Linked DNA regions of Sus scrofa: region 1 is linked to region 2. A link is a contact called in public HiChIP or PLAC-seq data. All regions are on one chromosome and are shown on one strand. The core of a region is the stretch at or near the end of the contact, and the rest is flanking DNA. Distances in the headings are between cores, read along the strand shown.

The links. HiChIP or PLAC-seq counts read pairs in DNA pulled down with a chosen protein or histone mark.
Region 1: an H3K27ac HiChIP or PLAC-seq map of alveolar macrophages shows a contact between it and region 2. The contact joins two enhancer-like sites. A contact is called at or near these places in 1 of 5 promoter capture datasets (fetal liver), 1 of 47 Hi-C or Micro-C datasets (liver) and 1 of 2 datasets of contacts at active chromatin or transcription factors (alveolar macrophages).

Annotation. Positions count from the first base shown.
Region 1 is chr6:6,869,753-6,874,952 of Sscrofa11.1, forward strand. All of the region lies in intron 1 of CMIP (C-Maf-inducing protein), which reads right to left. Among named protein-coding and RNA genes, the nearest start is that of CMIP, 9.5 kb to the right of the region's middle. Within about 2 kb of position 2,154, at least 24 of the 83 cell types and tissues checked have an H3K27ac peak or open chromatin away from gene starts, as enhancers often do. A contact at or near this core is called in alveolar macrophages and fetal liver, where this site is marked.
Region 2 is chr6:6,704,393-6,709,369 of Sscrofa11.1, forward strand. The region is part of intron 3 of CMIP (C-Maf-inducing protein); the gene reads right to left. Among named protein-coding and RNA genes, the nearest start is that of PLCG2, 100 kb to the left of the region's middle. Within about 2 kb of position 1,384, at least 38 of the 83 cell types and tissues checked have an H3K27ac peak or open chromatin away from gene starts, as enhancers often do. A contact at or near this core is called in alveolar macrophages and fetal liver, where this site is marked.

The sequences.
Region 1 (5,200 bases), core at 904-3,403, 170 kb after region 2:
TTCATGTCTCTGGGCCTTGGTGTGTTCACCTGTAAAATGGGAACAACAGGGGCAGCAACACCCCACTGGTACCTCAGGAGGTTTGAACAAGCTCACCTACATGTGACCCAGCAGTTTTGCTCCTGAGTACACAACCCAAAAAAAAAAAAAAAAAAAAATCCCATGAATTTGAAAAGATACATGCACCTCAATGCTCATAGAAGCATGATTTACAATTGCCAGGCTATGGAAGCAACATGCGTCCATCAGCATATGAATGACTAAAGAAGATGTGGTATGTAATGGAATATTACTCAGCCATTAAAAAGAATGAAATTCTGCCATTTGTGGCAACATGAAGGGACCTAGAGAATATTACACTTACTGAAATAAGACAGAGGAAGACAAACACTGTATGATGTCACTTATACGTGGAATCTAAAAAATAACATGAATGTATACAGCAAAACAGCAACAGACTCAGAGAGACAGAAAGGAAACTAATGGTTACCGGGAGAAAAGAGAAGGGGAGGGCAGGACAGGGGCAAAGGATGAAGAGACGCAAACCACTACGTATAAAAGAGACAAGCGAGGACAGATCGTCCCCCCAGGCAATTACCGCCATTACCTTGTAGTAACTTCTAACAGAGTATAAGCCACAAAAATACTGGCCCACCATGCTATATACACCTTACACTAATACAATAACTCAACTACACTGCAATTTATTTTTTTACTTTTTCTTTTTTGGGCTGCACCCGCGGCATATGGAAGTTCCCAGGCTAGGGGCCCAATCGGAGCTACAGCTGCCAGCCTACACCCCAGCCACAGCAACGCCAGATCCAAGCCACGTCTGCGACCTACACCACAGCTCACGGCAATGCCAGATCCTTAACCCACTGATCGAGACCAGGGATCAAACCCCACGTCCTCATGGATACTAGTCTGGCTCCTAACCCACTGAGCCACAGCAGAACTTCCTTTAGTGCAATTTAGAAAAATGCAAAGGCAAAGAGCTCATCTCTGTGAAGGGCTCAGAAGAGTAAGCTCCGTCTAAGCGTCAGCTGCAGCGCTCACAGCTTTGCTGGTGACCAGTCCCGACTGCCCAGGTGCCTGTGCTCGAACCCAGCAAGGAGGCACCACGCTCTGTGAAGGCCTTGGGCTCTGGGGCCAGGCTTCTGGGTTCCAGTTGTGCAACCTCAAACTCTCAGGGCTTGGTTTCCCCGTCTGTGATCAGGAGCCTCGGGCTGGTGTGAGAATTAAGTGCAGAGATACACCCCAGGGACTCAGCATGGCTGGAGGAAATGATGGCTTCCGCTTGCGGCCACCACCAGCCAGTCCTGGATGGGCTGAGCCCGCAGGCTGCCCCTGCTTGGACGCCCCAAGCCCAGGAGCCACCCAGCTCCTGGGACAGGTCAAGCTCTTTCATTTTCCCACCCCCAAGGCAAGCCTCAGTCACAGGGTCATGAAACACAAACCAACCAAAGCAACAGACAGACGTCAGCAAGTCACTGTTCCCCTTTCCAATGGGGCACCCTGCCCCCAGCACCCCACAGCCCACTGGCCTGCGGAAGGCCCTGCTGCCTGCCTCAGCCAGACAGTGCCCCTGGCCCAAGAGCCCCAAGGCCACACTAGGCCCTCCGCCCAGGCCTCCAGGAAGGAAGGTTCCAGAAGAAAAGCCCTGGGAGCCAAAGCTCACCGCAGAGGTCTCAGGCCTGGGGTCGGAAAGCACCTGAGGCCTCTGTTTGGAGCGGCTTCAGGGGCTCAGCGGGGGGCCAAGAACCCACGGGCCTGTGTCCACCCCACGGCCAGCTGCACGCGCCAAGGGCTGGGCAACACGCGGGTCCCCTGGACACTGGGTGGGTGAAAGAGCCAAGGGGGGTTACAAGGACGCACAGGGCGCAGGTCTGAACGTGGCTCGTCCCCGACCGCTCCAGCCGGAGGGCCCACCTGACTGGGCCCATGCAGCTGCTCACTCCTTCACGCCTTCATCTGCTCACAGCCTCAGGGCCCCAGGCGGAAAATGGAGAGAGTTAAAGCATCTCGCTGGGCAGTTGTGCGGATCACCCACGTAACCACCTAGCACAGCTCCCAGCAAAGGAACCCTTGAGAGTGGCTGCTGCAGTGGTCAGTACTGTGACTAACATCTGGCCCAGTGACTCAGACCCTGCACTCCCAAAGCTTCCATTCGGGGGCGTCCCGGGCTCCCAGCTGGTGGCCGATTCCCTGTCCCTCTGCGTCATGATCAGGGCCCTCCCGGCTCAAGCATGTCCTGGTGAATCCCGCACTGACCTCGTGGCCCCACTCTGAGACGCGACCCTGCCTCCAGCTTTACCTCCCGTGCTCTCACTGTGCCCCTACTGCTCTGGGCCCTTCCACTGCTCGCTGTCCCCTCCCCTCTGCCCATCCCCTCACTCCCCTCCCGACCTGACCTCTCTCCATCCAGGTGTGTCTCTCCCACAAAGTCCTTTCTAAAAGCACCTGGCCCCATGGCAGCACCTCTTCCTCCAAACAGGAGAACAGGTCTAAATCCCTCCGTGGATATGGGCTCCCGTAGGGTACCCGAATTTGGAGTGTACCCCAGTTCAACCTGAAGCCCTTGGGGAACGGAGCACATGTCACTCTGTAAGTGTACACCCACCGTGTAAGCCCAGCACCCAGGGGTACTTAATTCCGAAGTGCGGTACCTGCGAGTACTCCCTTTGCAAACGCGGTATCTGGGAACTCCTTTGCACACACAGTATCTGCTTGGTGCTTGATTTACAGGCTTCATACCTGGTGCTCAGCCTTTACAAACACCTGGCAGCCCCTTCCCAACACCAGTTCCCCGAACTCACTTGATAAATTCTCAAGGGGATGTCTGCCAAACACGAAACTGCTAAGCCCACTGATTCTCAGCTAAGATGTCTCTGCGAGAGGCCGAGATCATTCTATGGATATAGAACGGATGCACATACATTCATGGACACACACTCTCCAGCGCGGGGCAGACCTGCCTGGCCTCTCAGCCCCACCTCCTCCCAGCTCTCCTGCCTGAGTCTTGCTGCTGCAGCCCCTGTCAAGTGAGAAGAGTGACATCTACCCCCTAGGACTGTTGGGAAAACTAATTCAACGAGCACAGTGCCTGGAACTCAGCGGGCAGACAGTAAGTGTCACTGTAATCGTGACGGCAATAGGCCCACTGATCCGGCTTTCCTCCCCACTCAAAGCTCGGAATAGACTTCAAACTTTCAGAAAGCCTGCACACTTTCCTGACCTGCCATCAAGCTCAAAGCCAGGATCCAGAAGAGACCAGGCTGTCGGAATGTCCTTTCCAGGGAAGCGGCTCTGCTGCTGATACCCTGGAGACCTCCAGACCACTGCAGGGTCCCAGCGGTCCTGGGGTGGGAGCTGCGGTCATGCCACGGTCTCCTGTCTCCTGGACACAGCAGACCCTCGTCCCCAGCCCCCGCTACGGGGACGGCCACGAGACTGAGCTGTGGCCAAAGACAGAGGCTAGGCCTAGAGGTGGCTCTGCGGGGGACTGCCTCTCCGTCCCCAGCCCCCAGCCCACAAGGCCCTGGAGGGGCAGAAACTCCCACCAGCCCGGGACATGAGAAAGAAGTAATTGTGCTGCGGATCTGGGGGCTGGTTGTTGCGGCAGTTTAGCCCACCTGCCCGTGGCCGGGCCGCATCCACAGGGATGGCTCTCCGGCTCGCGGAGCCTCGCACGGGCGTGGGCGGCGATCCGATGCACCTGGCTGCACAGAAGAGGGGCCGGGAGGCGGCGTGGGCTTCCCCCAGACTGTGTGCTCCTACTCGCAGCGTTTCTAGGCCTCAAAGAGCCTGGGACCAGCCTAGGACACGGGACACTGCTCCCAAGTTCCACCGCCAGCTCCTCCCTCCTGATGACCCCGGCCCCAGGGGAGCCTCCACTGCCCTGTCCTGCCGGGGAATCCAGCTCTTCTGCTTCCTCCAGAGTGAGTTTACTCAGCCTAATCTTTATACGCTTTCCCGATCATATCATTCCCGATAGCAGCTTGAAAGCGGGAGAAGCAGTGACCAAGGAAGGCGCTGGAGGCACTGGGAGCTGGAGTCCTGGGTGTGAATCCCAGCCCAGCTGCTGAGTCATGTGGAAGGGTCTCTGGGCAACACGCTGGCCCTCCCTGCTTCCCCATCGGAAAAAAGCCAGAGGCGAACTCAATGATTGGTGTGTTCTAGATCCTAGAACCTTTGTAACACAGTGTGGACAAAGGGAGTTGCTTTTCAAAAGTTCTGCTGGGCTTTGTAATTTAAGAGTCTCTTACAGCTCTGCTCCAAGGCTATTCTTCACTATAGGGAAGAGCCAGGATAAATAAGACACACACACACCCAGAAGTGCTAGAAATGAAGGAAGCTCCATGGGACGGGGAGGGAGCTGCCTCTACGCCTGGCACATACTGGGTGCTCATAAATATTTTTTAATAGCCGCTAAGAGCTCCTGGAAGGCAGGAGCAGGTACTAAGTGCCAGCACGCCCCTGGGTGACCTCTAAGTCTGATCTCAGGACCTTTGCACCTGCCATCCTCTCTGCCAGGACGGCTCTCCCAGCACCGACTACCTCTGTCCCTGAACACAGCGTGTGACGCAGCACGGCTCTCAGTCCCCAAGCCTCCAGACCCGACCACACGCTGCTTTGTGTTCTCCATGGCCCGTCGCCACCGGACAGATTTTCTATTTCCTTGCTTCGTGATCTCCTGCCTGTCACCCAAGAGGCGCCAGGGGGGCAGGCGCTGCTTTCCGTCAAAGTGCCTAGAACAGAGATATGTATCTGCTAAATGAACGGCCAGGCCATACGTCACCTAACCCTGACATCATGAGAAGAGGAAGTCCCCATAATGCAAATTTCACCAATAAGGACAGAGATGAGGTGACCTGCCCAAGGTCACTCGCCAGCGAGGATGCTGGAGGGGCAGGATTCAGGCTTGTCTGTCTGACCCCTCTGCTGGGTCTGGCTGGTCTCCTCCATCCACCTCAATGGCGGAATAAATGCTTTGCCTGCGGCAGGCGTAAGGAATGGCTACCAAACGCTGAATTTCAGCACAACCAAAATTTCAGCACCAAAAACGTGTACTCTGTGGTCCCCTTTGCCGCCACAGACCCAAAGATCTCTCCCGTATGCACATGTGCACACACACACTCCCCTGCCCACCACCCTCTGACAGGGCTCTGCTGGTATCAGCCACGCTTCCTTTCGAACGCGC
Region 2 (4,977 bases), core at 134-2,633:
CAGGGAGACGCAGGCTCAGACCATTAAGAGACATGGCTCCACCCCGCCAGGCTGGCTGTCACCAAAAGAAAGGATGTCACCAAGGGTCGCCAAGGTTGTGGAGAAGCTGGGATCCCCGTGCACTGCAGCCGGGACCAAGAATCAGGACAGCACCGTCGGGAAACAGTCTGACAGTCTCTTAAAACGTTCAACAAATTTACCATATGACCCAGCAATTCTGTTCTTGGAAATCTATTCAAGAGAAATAAAAACAGATTCTACATAAAGACACGCACACCAGTGGCCACGGAAGCATTATTCACAGCAGCACCAGACTGGAAACAACCCAGATGTCCATCAACTGATGAATGGGTAAGCAGGACATGGTATATCCAGACAATGGAATAGTATTTGGCAGTAAAAAGGATGGAACTACTCCTGCATGCCACGAGACAGAGGAGCCTCACAAACCTTCTGCTAAGTGGAAGAAGCCAGATGCAAAAGACATAGCGGATGATTCCTTTTATATGAAATGTCTAGAAAAGGCAAATTGATAGAGACAGAAAGTGAAAGAGTTATTGCCCGGGGTGGGGGGCTGGCAATAGCGATTAGACTGCTCACAGATATGAGGGCGCCTTTTAGGACGATGGAAATACTCTCCAACTGTACACCTTTATTAAAACCACCGAATCATACGCTGACAATGGGGGGGGGGGTTACGGTATGTAATTCACCGTAAAATTAAGACGTTTTAAAAAGAAATCCCAACCCAGGCAGGTGGGGGACCTGAAGCAAAGCCAGAGGCAGTTCGTGGTGGGAGCGCAGGTTTTGCAACCGGCAGCCTTCAGTTCACATCGCAGCTCTGCTTCATTCACACATCCTCCCATTCACTTAATCCATCTTCCCATCCATCCGCCCCACCACCGAGCCACCTACCCATCCATCACCTACCCGCGCATTATCCATCGAGCCAATCGCCCTACAATAATGACCGGAACCTTGCACTGTGGGGGGCCAAGCATGGGCTTCGGCGCTCAGGACACCCATGCTGAGCAAAGCAGAGAGGCCCCAGCGCTCACGGAACTTACAGGCTATTCCCGGCACCTTACTTTCCTCGCCTGCAACGTGGGAGGAGAACAACCACTATCAAAGGCTTGCTGTGCCTGTTCCACCAGATGACAGCTACACTTAGCCCCCCTCCTGGCTAAAGAGCAGCTCTCATTGTTAGCACCTACCAAGTCCTGAGGGTGAGTGATCCAGAGCAGGCAGGACTTAGGAGGGCTGCTGGTATCTGTGACTAAGCCCCACCCGCCCCTGAAACAACAGCGCCTGGCAGGAAGAGCCTCCCGCCTCCCGTGCATGCGGAAGAGCCAGCCACTCCACTGCAGCCCTCGCCCTCTGCGCGGCCGGCTGGGAGGGGCGTTACCTGGGCAACAGCCGCCATCTCTCCAGCAACGGCTCCCACAGCACAGGCGGCCACAGACGCCCGGGTTCTCCGGCCTCGGAGAGCAGAGCCTGGTGGCTTCTCCACGGGAGACAAGCTGTCACCGGGAAGGTGCCCCTCGCCAGGAGAGGTGTGACTCAGAACGTGCTGGAAGCACGCCTCCCTGTGCTGGGGCTGCCGCGCTGCCGCCTGCCGCAGCCTCCGAGGAGGCTCGCACAAGCACGCATGCTCCCCCCACCCATCATTAAAGGAAAGGCTGCAAGGGAGCTCTTGGAGCCGCTGAGCAAAAGGAGCCTGGCGGGAGCCCGGCTGGCTTTGACGACTTCTTTCCAGGGGATGTCCCCCAGCTGTGCTGCTCAGCATGAGAGCCCCAAGTGGCCACTTCCAGGGAATCTAATAAAAATGAAACATGGCTAAAAAGTCAGTGCTTTGGTCCCACTAGCCATCTTCCAGCTGCGAGACATGTGGCCAGTGGCTGCTACACCAGACGGCGCGGAAAGAGAACACTATCACCACCGCAGAAAGTTCTGCTGGGCAGGCTCTCCTCAGGTCTTGGAGTTCCCTCTGTTGCTCACGCCACAGAGGACCAGCGGTGTGCTCACTGCCTCTCCCGTAACTCAGGCAACGCTGATTTGCTGGGGCCAGTGTGTCAGTGGCACCCTGCCCATCTCCTCCAACTTGCCCCCTGGGGTCTACGGGGGCTGTCCCTGAGCGCCCCTTGCATACAGGGAGAATGACCAAGAGGGGGACTTCTTTGGCTTCCCTGATTCCCAGGTGGGGGCTTTTGATGGCCTCACTCTTTCAAGACTCGCCGAGGCTGGGGATGCTGAACGTGCCAGGTAACTCACCATCCCCGCTAAGCCAGGGGGCTTCTGGGGGCCCCCGACACTCAGGGGGGTGCATTTTTGACGTTCTCTTTAGTCTTCCAGAATGGCTTCCGTGAAAGCCTTTGACCATCAAGCATCACTTTGCCTTCAGATACAACCCAGGCCTGTGACTGGCCCTTGAGTCATCTCTCAACTGCCCATTTGGCCCTCAAGTCTTGACCATCACCCTAAGACCAGTTCATAACCTCTCAGCCTCCATCTGCATCCTGCACAGAGACCCCAGCTGAGCCAATTCAGTTCCTGAACTGTTACTGCTGGTCCAAGTACTCAGCTGATGGATTAATCCATGAATATCCTTCCAGGGGCCTGGGTTTTCTAGGATGGGTGTCAGGACATCCACTCTGAGTGGGGCCTGGGCTCTAGGAGGAGCAGGGAGTGGAGGAAGGGACACAAAAGGAAACACAAGCCTAGCCCTGGCACTGCCCTGTCGGCTGGAGGGTAAGGCATGGCTCAACTTATTCCAACAAAGCCACTCATTCTGACAATACCGGCCGCCACGTGCCCAGAGCTCACCATATCCAGGGACCACTACCTGCAAAATAGGTTGTGACAAGTGACACAAGAGCATTAACTGTTATCGCACTGGAGGGCGCTCGCTAGACCACCCCTGTGTGAAGGGGCTTTATACACACAAATTCTAAAATTGTCACAGCCACTGGACAATGTGAGCAGTGTCATTCGCTCCATTTTATAGATAAGAAAACTGAGGCCAAGAGAGGTGAAGTCAAGTATCTCTTAAGAGCCAGAGCTGAAGTTGGGGCCTTGGTCCAGCTTTGGACCCCGAGGCCCCGACCACTGTGCTGAGAGACACATCTGAGTGCTTTTCCTGCCTTGATCGATGCTGCCACCTCCTTCTGAAATGAACAAGAAGCCTTTAAGTTGGGGAGTTGAGCCCAGGGGCAGTTCCAGACTGGCTGCAGCTGGGCATCCAGCTGACATCTGCCTGGAAAGCCGGGTCCTGGGGAGACGGGCAATTTGTCTGAAAGAGGAGGAAGAGTCTGGCATTCTGCTCTCTAAGCGCCCGCTGCGGGCGGTCTCCCCGCAGCCGTTACTGCTTCCAAGGAAACGGCAGAAACTCGGGCACAGTGTCCCGCTCATCATCTCTGGAGCATCAGCTGGTTGCCTGGGCAACCACGCATCTGGCTGAGGAGGAGATGAACTGGCCTTGGTGCCAGGTGCACAGCTGGGTACCACAGCCTCCCTGGCACTCAGGGCCTGCCGCATCCTTGGCAAAACCCAGTCATCACATGAAACCGTGTCTCTGCACCAAGAAAATTCTAGGTGGCTGCTTTCCTCACTGAGCTCTGGCTCCCTGGGGGCAGGGATCATGCCTTGTTGGTTTCTTCACCGTTGTGTGTGTTGGCTGCAACCGCCGAGGGCAGCAGAAAAAAAAAAATCAGAAATAACAGCCAACATGGATGAAGTGCTCCCACTGTTGCCAGCTCTGTGCAAACCCTTTCCCTCCCCTGTGAGCTTCAATACAGGAACCATGGGGGGTGGAGGGGGCGGGGGGTGGGGGGGCGAGGGGGTGGCGCTTGTGAGAAGGCAGATTCCAACTCAGGGGAGCCAGAAGGGCCTGGGAGTCAGCACTTTACAGTAGCTTCCAGATACGACTGATGCTCTTGAACCCTACCCGAGGGGCTCTTCCACTCCCCACTGGGAGGCAGACACGTTCACTCTGTCCCCAAGATACACAGGAGGGGGCACCAGGGGATAAACACCCTGCCTGAGGTCACACGGCTGGTGTTACGTCCCCCCAAGTGATAGGTCTGAGTCCTAACCCCTGGTATCTGTGAATGTGGCTTTATTTGGAAATAAGTCTTTACAGACGCAATCAAGTGAAAAACGAGGCCATGCCGGATTAGGGTGGGCCCTAAATTGAACCCCTGGTGTCCTTAAAAATGGCCAGGTGAAGACATGCACGTACACAGGGAGAGAAGGCCAGGTGAGGGTGAAGGCAGAGACTGGGTATTTCTAGTGGCAGCAACTAGAAGCTGGGGGAGCCAAGAACCTCCCTTGGGGGCTCAGAGGGAGCAGGGCTCTGCCAACACCTTGACTGTGGACTTGTGGCCGCAGAAGAGTGAGAGGCTAAATTCCTATTGTTTTAAGCCATCCAGTTAGTGTACTTTTGTTATGGGAAACTCGAGCAGCTGGAAAGCAGGCAAGCAAGGTGGGTCCGGGAGCCTGGCTCCGGGTCACTCTGCCGCTTCAGCCATTTGGGCTGACTTTCCCATCCCTTAACTTAGGGAGGTGGCAGCTGGAGGCCCTGCTCTCAGCAGCCTCTCCAGCTTACCCTCGGCTTGGAATCAGGTGGGCTTTCTCTTTCTGGGGAAGAACTGACCTCCTGTCCCTTCCTTGCTACCTCGGGGCTGGCAACACTGGCATCTACTCTCGATGCCTGCCCCCAGCCCATGACCCAAGAGCATAAGCCCCTGGTTCTGTGCTGCTCCAGGAAACGCTGGGCGGGATGGCTGCACACCTGGGCACCTGGGACATCAGTGATGTCGCGAGGAGCTGCACAGATGCCCAGAGAATCGGCAGATGGAATTCAGGTAGGACGGTAGCTCAGGGCTGGCGTAGGATCCTCAGCAAAGAGGAATCACGAGTTGGGCTCTGGATCAGAGCAAACGGAGCTCCCTTTTTAAAACAAAACAAAATAAAACTGAA